Regions from separate parts of the Sus scrofa genome. Here all the other regions are linked to region 3. The links are chromatin contacts, called in public HiChIP or PLAC-seq maps. All regions are on one chromosome and are shown on one strand. The core of a region is the stretch at or near the end of the contact, and the rest is flanking DNA. Distances in the headings are between cores, read along the strand shown. Region 1 has its middle 8.2 kb from the start of SH3BP2. Region 2 overlaps TNIP2 (TNFAIP3-interacting protein 2). Region 3 overlaps NSD2 (histone-lysine N-methyltransferase NSD2).

The links. HiChIP or PLAC-seq counts read pairs in DNA pulled down with a chosen protein or histone mark.
Region 1: an H3K27ac HiChIP or PLAC-seq map of alveolar macrophages shows a contact between it and region 3. The contact joins two enhancer-like sites. A contact is called at or near these places in 1 of 5 promoter capture datasets (liver) and 1 of 2 datasets of contacts at active chromatin or transcription factors (alveolar macrophages).
Region 2: a contact with region 3 is called in an H3K27ac HiChIP or PLAC-seq map of alveolar macrophages. The contact joins two enhancer-like sites. A contact is called at or near these places in 1 of 5 promoter capture datasets (fetal liver) and 1 of 2 datasets of contacts at active chromatin or transcription factors (alveolar macrophages).

The regions. Positions count from the first base shown.
Region 1 is chr8:1,573,139-1,576,871 of Sscrofa11.1, reverse strand. No RefSeq gene overlaps it. Among named protein-coding and RNA genes, the nearest start is that of SH3BP2, 8.2 kb to the left of the region's middle. Within about 2 kb of position 2,076, at least 10 of the 83 cell types and tissues checked have an H3K27ac peak or open chromatin away from gene starts, as enhancers often do. A contact at or near this core is called in alveolar macrophages, where this site is marked.
Region 2 is chr8:1,534,208-1,538,219 of Sscrofa11.1, reverse strand. TNIP2 (TNFAIP3-interacting protein 2) reads left to right here. Exons shown (of 6, transcript XM_003128825.4): 2 at 1-45; 3 at 2,180-2,269; 4 at 2,759-3,025; 5 at 3,121-3,240. Among named protein-coding and RNA genes, the nearest start is that of TNIP2, 18 kb to the left of the region's middle. Within about 2 kb of position 1,354, at least 5 of the 83 cell types and tissues checked have an H3K27ac peak or open chromatin away from gene starts, as enhancers often do. A contact at or near this core is called in alveolar macrophages, where this site is marked.
Region 3 is chr8:945,915-949,579 of Sscrofa11.1, reverse strand. All of the region lies in intron 1 of NSD2 (histone-lysine N-methyltransferase NSD2), which reads right to left. Among named protein-coding and RNA genes, the nearest start is that of NSD2, 8.9 kb to the right of the region's middle. Within about 2 kb of position 1,444, at least 31 of the 83 cell types and tissues checked have an H3K27ac peak or open chromatin away from gene starts, as enhancers often do. A contact at or near this core is called in alveolar macrophages, where this site is marked.

The DNA of each region.
Region 1 (3,733 bases), core at 827-3,326, 630 kb before region 3:
CGGGTCCAGGGTGCCCTGCTTCTGCGCCCTGCGGCACTGCCCTTCCGCCCCTCCTCTGACAGTGGGCGGGGCTGGGAAAGACGAACGGGTCCGCCCACAGAGAACTTCCGGGCACTGCGGGCCTGGAGGACAGGGGCAGACACGGCACGTGGGTGTGTGCGGGGCGGGGGCAGGGGCAGCCTGACGAGGACTCCAAGAGCAGACAGGTTTCGGCCCCACCAGGAAGCCGGAATCAGCTCCGGAGGGGGAGGAGCGGGGCCGGGGGCTCCTGGGAAGCGGAACTGGGCCCAATCGGAGGGGCGAAGCCCTACCCTTCCCTGGACTCCGAAGGGACGCCCCCAGTGGGGGCTGGGCTCCAAGCCCAGGAAGGCTGGCCGCAGAGCCTGCCTTGGGCGCCCATGGAACCAGAGAGACGAGGTTGCCTTCTTTTTTTTTTTTTTTTTCCTGTTTCATACTGCAAAAAATTAAGGGCGAGGTGTTGTTTGTTTGTCTCGACTCATTTGGAAATAGTGTTGGAATGCCTGGGTGATCATTAAATGGAGAAAGAGACCCTACCTCATGTCTTTGGTCCACAGAAGTTTCAGCCAGATCAAAGGCTTAAAATATGAAAAAAACAAAAATTAAAAAAAAACCCGGGAGTTCCCGTTGTGACTCAGCAGGTTAAGAACTTGGCTTCATGTCCCTGAGGATGTGGGTTTGATCCCTGGCCTTGTTCGGTGGGTTAAGGGTCCGGTGTTGCCACAAGTTGCAGTGTAGACTGCAGATGTGGCTCGATCTAGCATTGCTGTGGCTGTGGTGTAGGGCGGCAGCTCCAGCTCTAATTCGACTCCTAGCCTGGGAACTTCCATATGCTGTCATTGCAGCCATTAAAAAAAAAAAAAAATTAAAGTTTATCCTGCTGTGTAGCACTGGGAACTATGTCTAGTCACTTATGATGGAGCATGATAATGTGAGAAAAAAGAATCTATGCATGTATATGTAACTGGGTCACCATGCTGTACAGGAGAAAATTGACAGAAGACTGTCAACCAGCTATAATGGAAAAAAATAAAAATCATTATATAAATTAAAAAATAAATACGTAAATAAATAAAAGAAAGTTTAGATGGGAGTTCTCTTTGTAGCTAAGCAGTTAATGAATCCGACTAGGATCCATGAGGTTATAGGGTCGATCCCTGGCCTCACTCAGTGGGTTAAGGTTCTGGTGTTGATGTGAGCTGGGGTGCAGGCCGGCAGCCGCAGCTCTTGTTCAACCCCTAGATGGGAACTTCCATATGCTGCAAATGCGGCTCTTTAAAAAAAAAAAAAAAAAGTTTAGATGATTAGTTTAGATACTATGGAGATGGGGCAGGATTTCCAGGTACAATACTGAAGGGAAAATGACCAGGGTTTTCTGAGTATATAAAGGAAAGAGCCAGTAGATACAGTAACATAAAAGTCACTCCTAAAAGGCGCATGTCAAAACCACTGTAAGCAAAACAGAAAGGAGACTACAAACTGGGAAGGAAGACCCTGCAAAGTGCACGCCTTAACCAGTGCTAGATACAAACAGCAACTTCACAGGCTAGTCACAAGTTTCTACCTTTATTTGAAAATAGGCACAGGAGTTCCTGCCATGGCTCAGCGGAAACAAATCTGACGAGGAACCATGAGGTTGTGGGTTTGATCCCTGGCCTTGCTCGGTGGATTAAGGATCCAGTGTTACTGTGAGCGAAGGTGTAGGTCACAGACGTGGGCTTGGATCTGGCGTGGCTGTGGCTGTGGTGTAGGCCAGCAGCTGTAGCTCCAATTGGACCCCTGGCCTGAACCTCTATATGCCGCTGGCGGGGCCCTAAAAAGCAAAAAAAAAAAAAAAAAAAAAAAAAGGCACCAATAGCAATTCCTAAGAACTCTCTGTGACCCATCAGACAAGTTTACACATGTTCTACCTCACAGTAATTAAATAAATACCAATCGGAACAATGATACGGCATTTTTTTGCTTTTTGAAGCTAAAACTCTCACATGGCACATCAATATCCAACAGCAGGAAGAAGCAGCGCTTTGTTCCTCTTGGAAGGAGGGCCACTCACTCTTTCCAGGGCTGCAGAAAGCTGAGTTGACCCTGAGGCACGGGTTCACATCCTGCTGATTTGCCAACCAAGTAACACTGGGGATGTAACTCCTTTGTGTTTTGCATTTAGTTTCTCCTTCCCTCAGAGCCCGGTATGCTTATGATTTAAGGAGTTCGTTTTACAGGCCTTCTTACAAAACACAGTGGTTCCCCGTCCCTCGTTTTCCAGCATTTTCCATGGCAACTTGCAACTCACTCTGTTTGTTTCACCTCGGTCTCCCCCAAACCGCACGCTGCGATTGCGACTTGCTGACCTGCGGGCTGATCACACCTTCGCCTTGTTTCCGTCCGCTCACGGCTGACGTCACCCTGACCGATCCCCGCAAACGCTGTTCGTGTCTGAACCACCTAATGTATCCTGATGACTTTTCCTTTCTTGCTCAACCTCTTGTTTCCCCCGGAGTTCCTGTCATCTTTTTTATGTTGCTTATTTCTCAATACGCATTCAGCTGCAAGTTCTGCCAAATGTCCAAACCTCCCCCGAGGCACCGCGGTGTATCAAGTCTCCCATCACCTCGACCTGGACCTCTTTCTACGCTGGGGCACAGCCGGGACTTGGGCACCGCCTCACCCGCACCCCAACGTCCCCTAAGTCGTTCTCTCTGCTGCAGCTCGGCAGCTTCCTGCATCCCCCGGACTTCCTCTTTCTTCTTCCTCCCTCGATCTGGTGGACCACGCCAAGGAGCTTCCTGAGAGATGCAGGGCTGTCCATTTTTGGAGCCCTTATCATCCTGAAAATGCCTGTGTTCTACCCTCACTCCTGAGGAATAGTGTGGCTGAGTGTGGAATTCTGGCTTAGCAGCATTTCACTCCAGAACAGGGAGCTTTGGCCCGTTGTCTTCCAGCTTCCGGGCGTCTGAAGCCGCTCCGACCCTAGGCACCCCGAGCTTGCTTCCCCGTGAAACTCCCCTGGGAGGTGCCTGTCCGGCGCATCTACTTGCACGCTTGGATCTGAGCGTTTAGTGGATGCTTTCGGTTTGGAAACCGAGGTTTCCCTGAAGTCTTTCCCACTGTTTCTTTTTCTTTCTCAAACGTGTATTTTATTTTATGCTTATGTTATTTATTATTTATTTATCTTTTTTACTCAATGAATGTATTACATTTAGAGGGGTACCATGATCATCACACCCCGATTTTACAGCATTTCCATCCCACAACCCCAGCACATCCCCCCACCCCCCAAGCTGTCTCCTTTGGAAACCATGAGTTTTTCCAAGTCTGTGAGTCAGGATCTGTTCTGCAAAGAAGTTCATTGTGCCCTTTTTTCAGATTCCACATGTCAGTGAAAGCCTTTGATATTGGTGTCTCATTGTATAGCTGACTTCACTTAGCATAATTTCTAGGTGCATCCGTGTTGCTAAAAATGCCATTATTTCTTTCCTTTTATTGGCTGAGTCATATTCCATTGTGTGTATGTACATAGCTTCTTTATCCAGTCCTCTGTCGATGGACATTTAGGTTGTTTCCATGTCTTGGCTATTGCAAATAGTGCTGCAGTGAACACTGGGGCACATGTATCTTTTTGAGTCGTGGTTTTCGCTGGATAGATGCCCAGGAGTGGGATTGCTGGATCCAATGGTAGTTCTGTGTTTAGTTTTCTGAGGAAACTCCGTACTGTTTC
Region 2 (4,012 bases), core at 105-2,604, 590 kb before region 3:
GAACGCCAGCGTGCACAGGGGGACGTAGGGGAGAGGGGCCCTGAGGTAGGCTGGGTGCAAGCGAATTGCGCCAAAGACCTCAGGGTGGCATTTGCCTTGCACCTTGGAGTCCCTCTGCGGTCATAGAGATTGGGCACTGGAACCCATTTCTGTTCTCAGTGGTGTGGGGCAGTTGTTGGCAAAGCCTTGCCCTTCAGAGATTTCTTCTAGAATGGTGGACAGTGCAGAACACAGTAGGAAAGCAGGAGGCCTCAGCAGCCACCCACCCACACCTGCAGTTGAGCCTGGGCCGTGGCAGGGAGGTGGCACTTTGGCTTCATCACCCTTAGCTGAGGGCCAAGCGGCAGAGCCAGGGCAGGTGCACCAAGCAGATGAGGCTGTGCAGAGACAGCGGGCGCAGTGAGCACAGCTAGGTGGGGCTGGTCCCGCCAGGGCCTCCTCCAGGGCTGCAGTTGTGGTTGCGAAGCTGGCTTCTGGGCTGGTCCACACTGGCAGTGGCCTGCCACCATCAGGAGCCCGGGTTGTTCTCCAGTCAGTGAAGTGAGGACATAGGGCCCCTGAGCGCTGGCCAGGAGCGGTGCAGTGGGAGAGGGCGGTGTGGGGATAGGGGCCAGTGGGGCCCGGTGGCAGGTGGGCTTCCACGACAGCTTGGATTTGGGCCGTGGCTGTGTGTGGGGTCTACTGGGGGAGGGGACAGTGCAGGTTTCAGTGTTAGGAAATCTGTACCACAGAACCAGGGGCTCCTGGGGGTGTTGGGAGGACGGGGCAAGGCTGTGGGACACATGGGGGACAGGCACTGGTGCCCACCCCACCCGGATTACCCTCCCGCTGGTCCTTTCCAGGAGCTTCTCTGAGGCTGTGACAGGGTTGACTCAGAAATGCCCTCCGTGATGTCCCAGCAGCAGCTTCACTGGCGAGCCCGCTGGGGAGACCCTCGCTCTGAGAACTGCCCGTCTCAGCCGGGTGGATTCCACGGAAAGGGAACCTCGGAGAGAACACAGCGTATTTCAGAAACCAGAGTGCTTTCTGGGAGGAGGCTGTGTTCTCGCCTGATTTTGAGTCACTGTGTCATTTCCCTCTGAGGATTTGAAAGCAGCCACACACACAAGGTTGACCTGGGCAGGTGTGTGGGGTCGGTGCTTTTTTTTTTGGCTGCTCCCTTGGTGTGTGGAGGCTCCCAGGCGAGGGCTCGAACTCGCACCACAGCAGTGACCGAAGCCACTGTGTGGTAGTGCTGGATCCTTAACCGGCTGTGCCACAGGAGGCCTCCGGGGCGGCTCTTACCAGTCTCTAAACCAGCGTCATTTCTCAGTCCTAGACTCGGCTGAGTCACCCGGGGTTTCCCGGTGCCCCCGGGTTAGGTCATGTAGTTCCGCTGTCGTTCAGGGGGAATTCTCAAAAATAATGTCACCCACAGACACCCCACTGTGCTGGGGTTTTTGTTGTTGCTTTTAATCTTTTAAAGTTTTATTCCAGTATCGGCGATTTACAAGGTTGTGGTAGCTTCTGTACAGCCAAGTGGTTCAGTTGTACATGTGCACATGCACGCTCTTCCGGATTCACAGAACATCGGGGAGAGTGTTCTGTGCGCGCCCCACCCCCAGTCCCTGCCCCCCTCCGGCCACTGTGCGGCTGAACGCACTCAATTTCTAGGATTCGGATGGACTTTTCATGAGCCTTTTTGCTTAGTTCTGTTCCCCATCGTAGCTTTCTAGGCATGAATTTCCTGACCCTGCGTGAGGCCCAGGTCAGATTTCTCTGTGCAGAATCACTGAGGTGGACCTGACGGTCTGTGTTGTGGGTCCCTGGCTAGGCCTGCTCCTGGCACCTGCGCGGCCCAGGGCTGGAATGTTCTCTGGTGTACAGTGAGATGAAGCGTGCTGACCTCTCGACGCCCGTGATGGTGGCTATTCTCAGGCCGTGAGGACACTGTGTGTGGCTTGGCCCCAGTGTGGTGTGGGCTTGGGCAGGGCAAGGGCGACACCTGTCCCCCACCTCCGGGAAGTGGCCCGTCCTCTCCTGTCCCCGTCTAGCTTCTCTGGTGACTGAGCGGCCGCTGTCTGCTGTGTCGTGGATGCCGTGACTGTCTGTGACGGCCGCCTCCAGGATGGCTTCCTCCCTTCTTTCCACACGACAGTCCCGCTTGGTGACACTGTCTGCTCTCCTTTTCTTAACTCAGACAGAGTGTGCAAGTGGGGACGCCTCTGTCCAGGCTGTTGTCGAGAAGTTACAGGAGGAGAATCGACTGTTAAAGCAGAAGGTCACGCACGTGAGTGTCTGCAGGGTTTCCTTGGGGGGGCCTTCTGAGGTTTCCGTAGCCGCAGGTGCGGGTCCTCTCCTCGGCTGTGCCCAGGGCTTGCCCTGCCCTCGGGCCACTGTGGCTGATGCGTGCAGCCCGAAGCACCCGCCTTTCTGCCTGAAAGGCTGTGTAGGGCACGCCTGGTCGGCCTCCACGCCGCCTCATCCTGGGCATCCATAAACGAGGTCCAGGAGGTACTGCCAAGTGCAGCTTCTACGGCAGGAAAAGTGCCGCCAGTCCCCTTCTGTCTAAGGCGGTGGCTCGCGGCCACCGTAACCACGTCCCAGCTTTGGCTGTGGCCCTGCTCTCCCCTCTCTCAGCCCAGGGAGGGGCTCTGTTTATGGGGCGCTCCCCCGCTCAGTGGTGTCAGGTGGATGCTGCGGAGCGTCATTCAGAGCTGAGGGCGGCCCGGGAGCCGGCGTCTCCGCCGCCTTCACGTGGAGCTCTTGGGCTGCTCAGGTGGAAGACCTCAATGCCAGGTGGCAGCGCTACGATGCCAGCAGGGACGAGTACGTGAGGGGGCTCCACGCACAGCTGAGGGGGCTGCAGGCCCCGCTTGAGCCTGAGAGCCCCTCCTCGCCCGAGCGCCTGCAGAAGGAGATCGCCCGGCTCAACAGACAGCTGGAGGAGAAGGTGGACGCCTGCGCGGAGGCGAAGCAGGAGCTGGCGTCCGCGAGGAGGGCCCGGGACGCGGCGCTGGAGCGGGTGCAGATGCTGGAGCAGCAGGTGGCGCCCGGCGCGGGAGGCGGGGAGGCCATGTGTCCCTTCTTTGAGCAGAAATGGCGTGACGTTGTGACAGCGGAGTGTCTCTCTCCCCTCAGATTCTCGCCTACAAGGATGACTTCTCGTCAGAAAGGGCTGACCGAGAACGGGCCCAAACTCGGATCCACGAGCTGGAGGAGCAGGTGGCCTCCCTGCGGCACCAGGTGTCCTGGAGACAGGTAGGCAGGAGGGCCACCCCTTTGCCTTTCTTGAACCTCCAGCTGTTCTGTGCCCACCTCGGCCCGACTCTCCCGCCCCCTGCCCCGGGAGCTGCAGCGCCTGGTGCCTGAATGTGTGTGTGTGTGTGTGGCGGGGGTGACTTCAGGGGAGGCTGTCCTCAGAGCCCGTCCTGCACACCCTACTGGGAGCTTCCTCGCTGTGTGGCGGGGACCCCCTTTACTGTGGTGCAGACATCAAGATCCCAGGGGTCTGGTCCCTGTGCCTGGAGAGGGCCTTGTAGGCCGGTGTTGTCCCCACCTCAAGGGCTGCGTCCTGAGCTGGAACTGATGCCCTCTCTGCAGGGCCTGTGGCCCCACCCTCCTCCCTCCTCCCCGTCTGGCTCTCAGCCCAGGGATGGGGTGGGGACGGTGCGGGCTGAGAGCCAGACCCGCCAAGGACCATGCAGACCCAGGGGCGAGGCAGCCACACCAAGGCCCCCGGGAAGGTTTGCAGGCAAGTGACGAGCGCTGGGGCCGTGGCGCTCGGTGGCTCCTGTCTGGGGCCCGTGTGTGGCCAGCATCCCTGCTGCCCGTGGAGCCCCTGCGCCTGCCCCGAGCCCTCAGAGGAGGGGGCTGCCGGGCTCCGCCCTGAGCTCTGCCCCCTTCTCCATGGAGGCACGTGGGGCAGGGCTCCTGGGCAGAGGGCCCAGGCAGGTTCTCTGCCACAGGGGTGGGGGACCCCACTTAGACCCGTTCCTTCGTGCACGTGGGTGGGGTGGGGGTCTGGTCACTG
Region 3 (3,665 bases), core at 195-2,694:
CTCAGTTTCTGCTACATCATTACTGTGCTGGAAACTCTCAAAGGTGGGGAGAGGTGAGACGGTACCAGGATCAGGGCACCAGATGAAGTACCAGCTCCGAGACCTCTGGCCACTAGCAGAGAAAAGAAGCTGTGATGGCTCCCAGGAGACAAGGGCAACCCCAAAGAGGGCACAGTCAAGAACAGGACCCGGCCCCCCGACACGCAGTGTGGGCCCTTCACACGCTGCGGTGCCCAGCTCCCCCGAGTCACCCTGGAGTCTCCAGAGGCAGACGTGTAAGTCAGGGCAGGGGCCCATCAACACTCACTCCATTTCTAATGCGCCACCTAGACACACACGTCTTCTACCTCAGAAGTTTATCGACCAACGAAAATGAACAGGGTCCCCTCCCAAGGAAGCTGAGCGGGTAACCACCTATGGGGTGTGCGCCCTCTACAGACGGGATCGAACTCACAACGGTCCCTAAAGCAGCCAGAGCAGCCTGGGGTCTGAGAAACGCGCACAGGCCTGGCCTCCGTGGCAGACACTGGACAAACAAGAACCACCAATGTTTTTTTCGAAGAAGTTATAAGCCGCTGAATTTTAAAGAAATAAACGTTTTAAATACAGACTTCAGACGCAACAGACAAGAACCCAATAAACTGTCAACATGCTACATAAAAGCAACTCATCTTCTACAAAGCAAGTAGGCGATTTCAGCTGCAGAAGAAAAGGGAGGAAAAGCGGACACTCTCGGTGTGACCCCTCCCTGCGCCCGGCAGGGCCGAGGAAGAGGAAGTTGCCTGAAGTCCGACTCCACCCAAGAGAAGAGCTCCAACCCAGGAGAAGCAGGGCCTCAGCACCACTCCGTGCCCAGCCACGTTCAGGCCGCGCAGCCCCCACGCCCGCTCTCGGACGTGGCCAGGAGGGGCCCCGTGCTGAACTGTCCTCGAGGGGTTGACAGCAAACAAGGGGCCAGAGAGCACAGACGCACAATTACAAGTGGACGGTCAAGGTGGGCTTCGCTGAGAAAAGCACTATTTGAGTGAAGGAGTCAATGAAATTTTAAAAATTCCTTTACAGGCTTTTCCCAGTTTCTGAACCCTGAAACTCAAGAAAGTGCAAATGCTTACAAAATATATACCGTCTGGACAGAGGATGGCGTGCCCACCTGTCTGATTTTGTCTGACAAAAAGCACAGGGGCCATCACTGCGGCCTCCCCCTTTGCAGTTTCCCAGCAGAGCCCTTCCCAGCTCGCCAGCCCTGCCCTCCTGTCCTCAGCCACCAGCTCAGCCAGGACCACACCCCAGGCTCCAGCAGACCTGGGGCAGCAGGAGGGCAGACACCAGGACCCTGGGCAGGGCTCTTCGGAGCAGATGGCTGGGCCCCAGCCCAGAGCTAAGACCCAGCAGGGCTGGCAGGTGCACTGCTAGGGTGTTCCCAGGTGACGGATGCTGCCAGTCTGGACACCGGACTTTGAGAGCCACCAGACCCGGTGCCATCCTGGCTCACAGTACATATCTGTGCACTTCCGTGAGACAGAAAAGGGGACGTGATAAAGCACACGTCTCTCAAAGCTTCCAGTCAAAAGCAACACGTCACTGCTCACTGTCCAAAGCAAATCACGTGGCCGCCCCAACGTCAAGGGGGCGGGGCCGTTCGGTCCCACACGGACCCACAGCCAGGACAGCCAGAGAGACTCCAAGCCCAAGAGCAGTTCCTCCTTCTCCCCGATGCTCCCATCACCACCTAGAGCCGACGCCGAGACAGGGGCTTCCCAAAGCCCACAGACCGCGCCTGCCCCCGCTGAAAGCCCTCCGGGATGAAAAGGACCTGGCCCTTGTTTTCACAAACAGATCCCTCAGCCGGGCTCCCGCCACAGCAGCCCTCTGCGGTCCCATCACGGGTGCCCACACAGGCTGGTCCCTCCAGATGCCCATGCCACCCTCTACCGAGCCCCGTCCGCCTTCTGCTCCAGCGTCCATCCCGCCGGGACAGCGTCCCAGACACCCACCCCCAGACAGGGACACCCCGCACATCTACCAGACGCGCCCAGTCTGCCTTCAAGGCCGGCTCTCCTCCTTGTGCCCTGTCTCCGCAGCACCACCACCCAGGCTGGGCCTGATCCAGCCACACCCGTGCCCCTCCCTCACCACTCTCGAGTGGGAGGCAAGTCCCAGGTGGTGAGGCACCTCTCTGACCAAGTCTATACGCATTTCTATCAGGTATAAATTCTTTTGTTTGTTTGTTTGTTTTTAGGGCCGCTCCCCTGGCACATGTAGGTTCCCAGGCTAGGGGTCGAATCGGAGCTATAGCCTCTGGCCTACACCAGAGCCACAGCCACGTGGGATCCGAGCCACGTCTGCAACCTATACCACAGCTCAGGGCGATGCCGGATAGCTAGAAGGTATACATTTTTAAACGAGAAGTTCCCGTTGTGGCTCAGTGGTTAACGAATCCGACTAGGAACCATGAGGGTGCAGGTTCGATCCCTGCCCTTGCTCAGTGGGTTAAGGATCCGGCGTTGCCGTGAGCTGTGATGTAAGTCGCAGACACGGCTTGGATCCTGCGTGGCTGTGGCTCTGGCTTGGGCCAGGGGCGATAGCTCCGATTCGACCCCTCGCCTGGGAACCTCCATATGCCGCGGGAGCGGCCCAAGAAATAGCAAAAAGACCAAGAAAAAAAACCCATTTTTAAACGAAACCAAACCACTACGTCAGCTAAAAAAGAGTAAGAAGCATTCCTTAATGACAAATCGAATTGGTGTCCCAACTTCTAACTGTCTCCACCATCGGCAGCAGCGTCCAGTCACGTCGCTGATGGGCCGGCCCGTCCGGTGCAGGGAGGGACCGGCCTCAAAACTCTTGTCGTCCTCAGACGCCTTCGACCTTTTCCGTGCGGAAGGGACCTGGTCACTGGCCCCCCGCCACGCTCCGCCAGTGGAGCCCCCCCCGGGGAAGTTTAGCGACCCCCCCCCCCCAGTTCTGGGGGCAGGGGGCGTCAAGGCTCAAGCAGCTTCAGGTTTCCTCCTGTGGCACGTGTGTCTGTCTCACAGGTTCTTCCAAGATGCAAACTCTGTCCACTGTCCGTCTCGTCCCCCTCACAGTCTGCAAAGTCCAGGGGACCGAGGACGGAGGTCTTGGCTCATCACTGGCACGCAGCTGGTTCTCAACGAAGGAAGACGGGCTGGCCGGAGGCGTGCTGGCACGCTGACCAGCGGGACAGAAGAGCCCGCCCTCAATCTGCCTATAGACGGTCTGAGGTCCAGATGTCCCCTGAGGGGGAGGACGAAAAGTCCCCAGAGCCCAGAAGCAGAGGCCGGGCCCTGCAGGAGGCCCAGTACTTCCAGCCCGTGCCTCTGGGTCAGGACCAAACACCTCCAGGGCTCCGTCTGCCGCTGCGCCGACTCAGGGCAGCGAGGGAGGAAGACCTGCGGCCCGAGGCCACAGGAGCAGCTCACTCTGACGGCAGTGACCTCAAATCTTTGGAGGAAAACACCACAAAAGGCTCTTATTTCTGACAGGCGTTTTCATTTTAAAAATCTAGGAGTTCAATTTTTATGAAATAAAAATCTTTAGGAAAACAGAAGCCCCCAAAGAATCCCCAGGTGTTACCGCTTGGCCAGCTCTGCCGGCGCCCAGAGCCCCGAAGGCAAGTCCGAGGGCCCCTGGGCTGAGGACTGGCG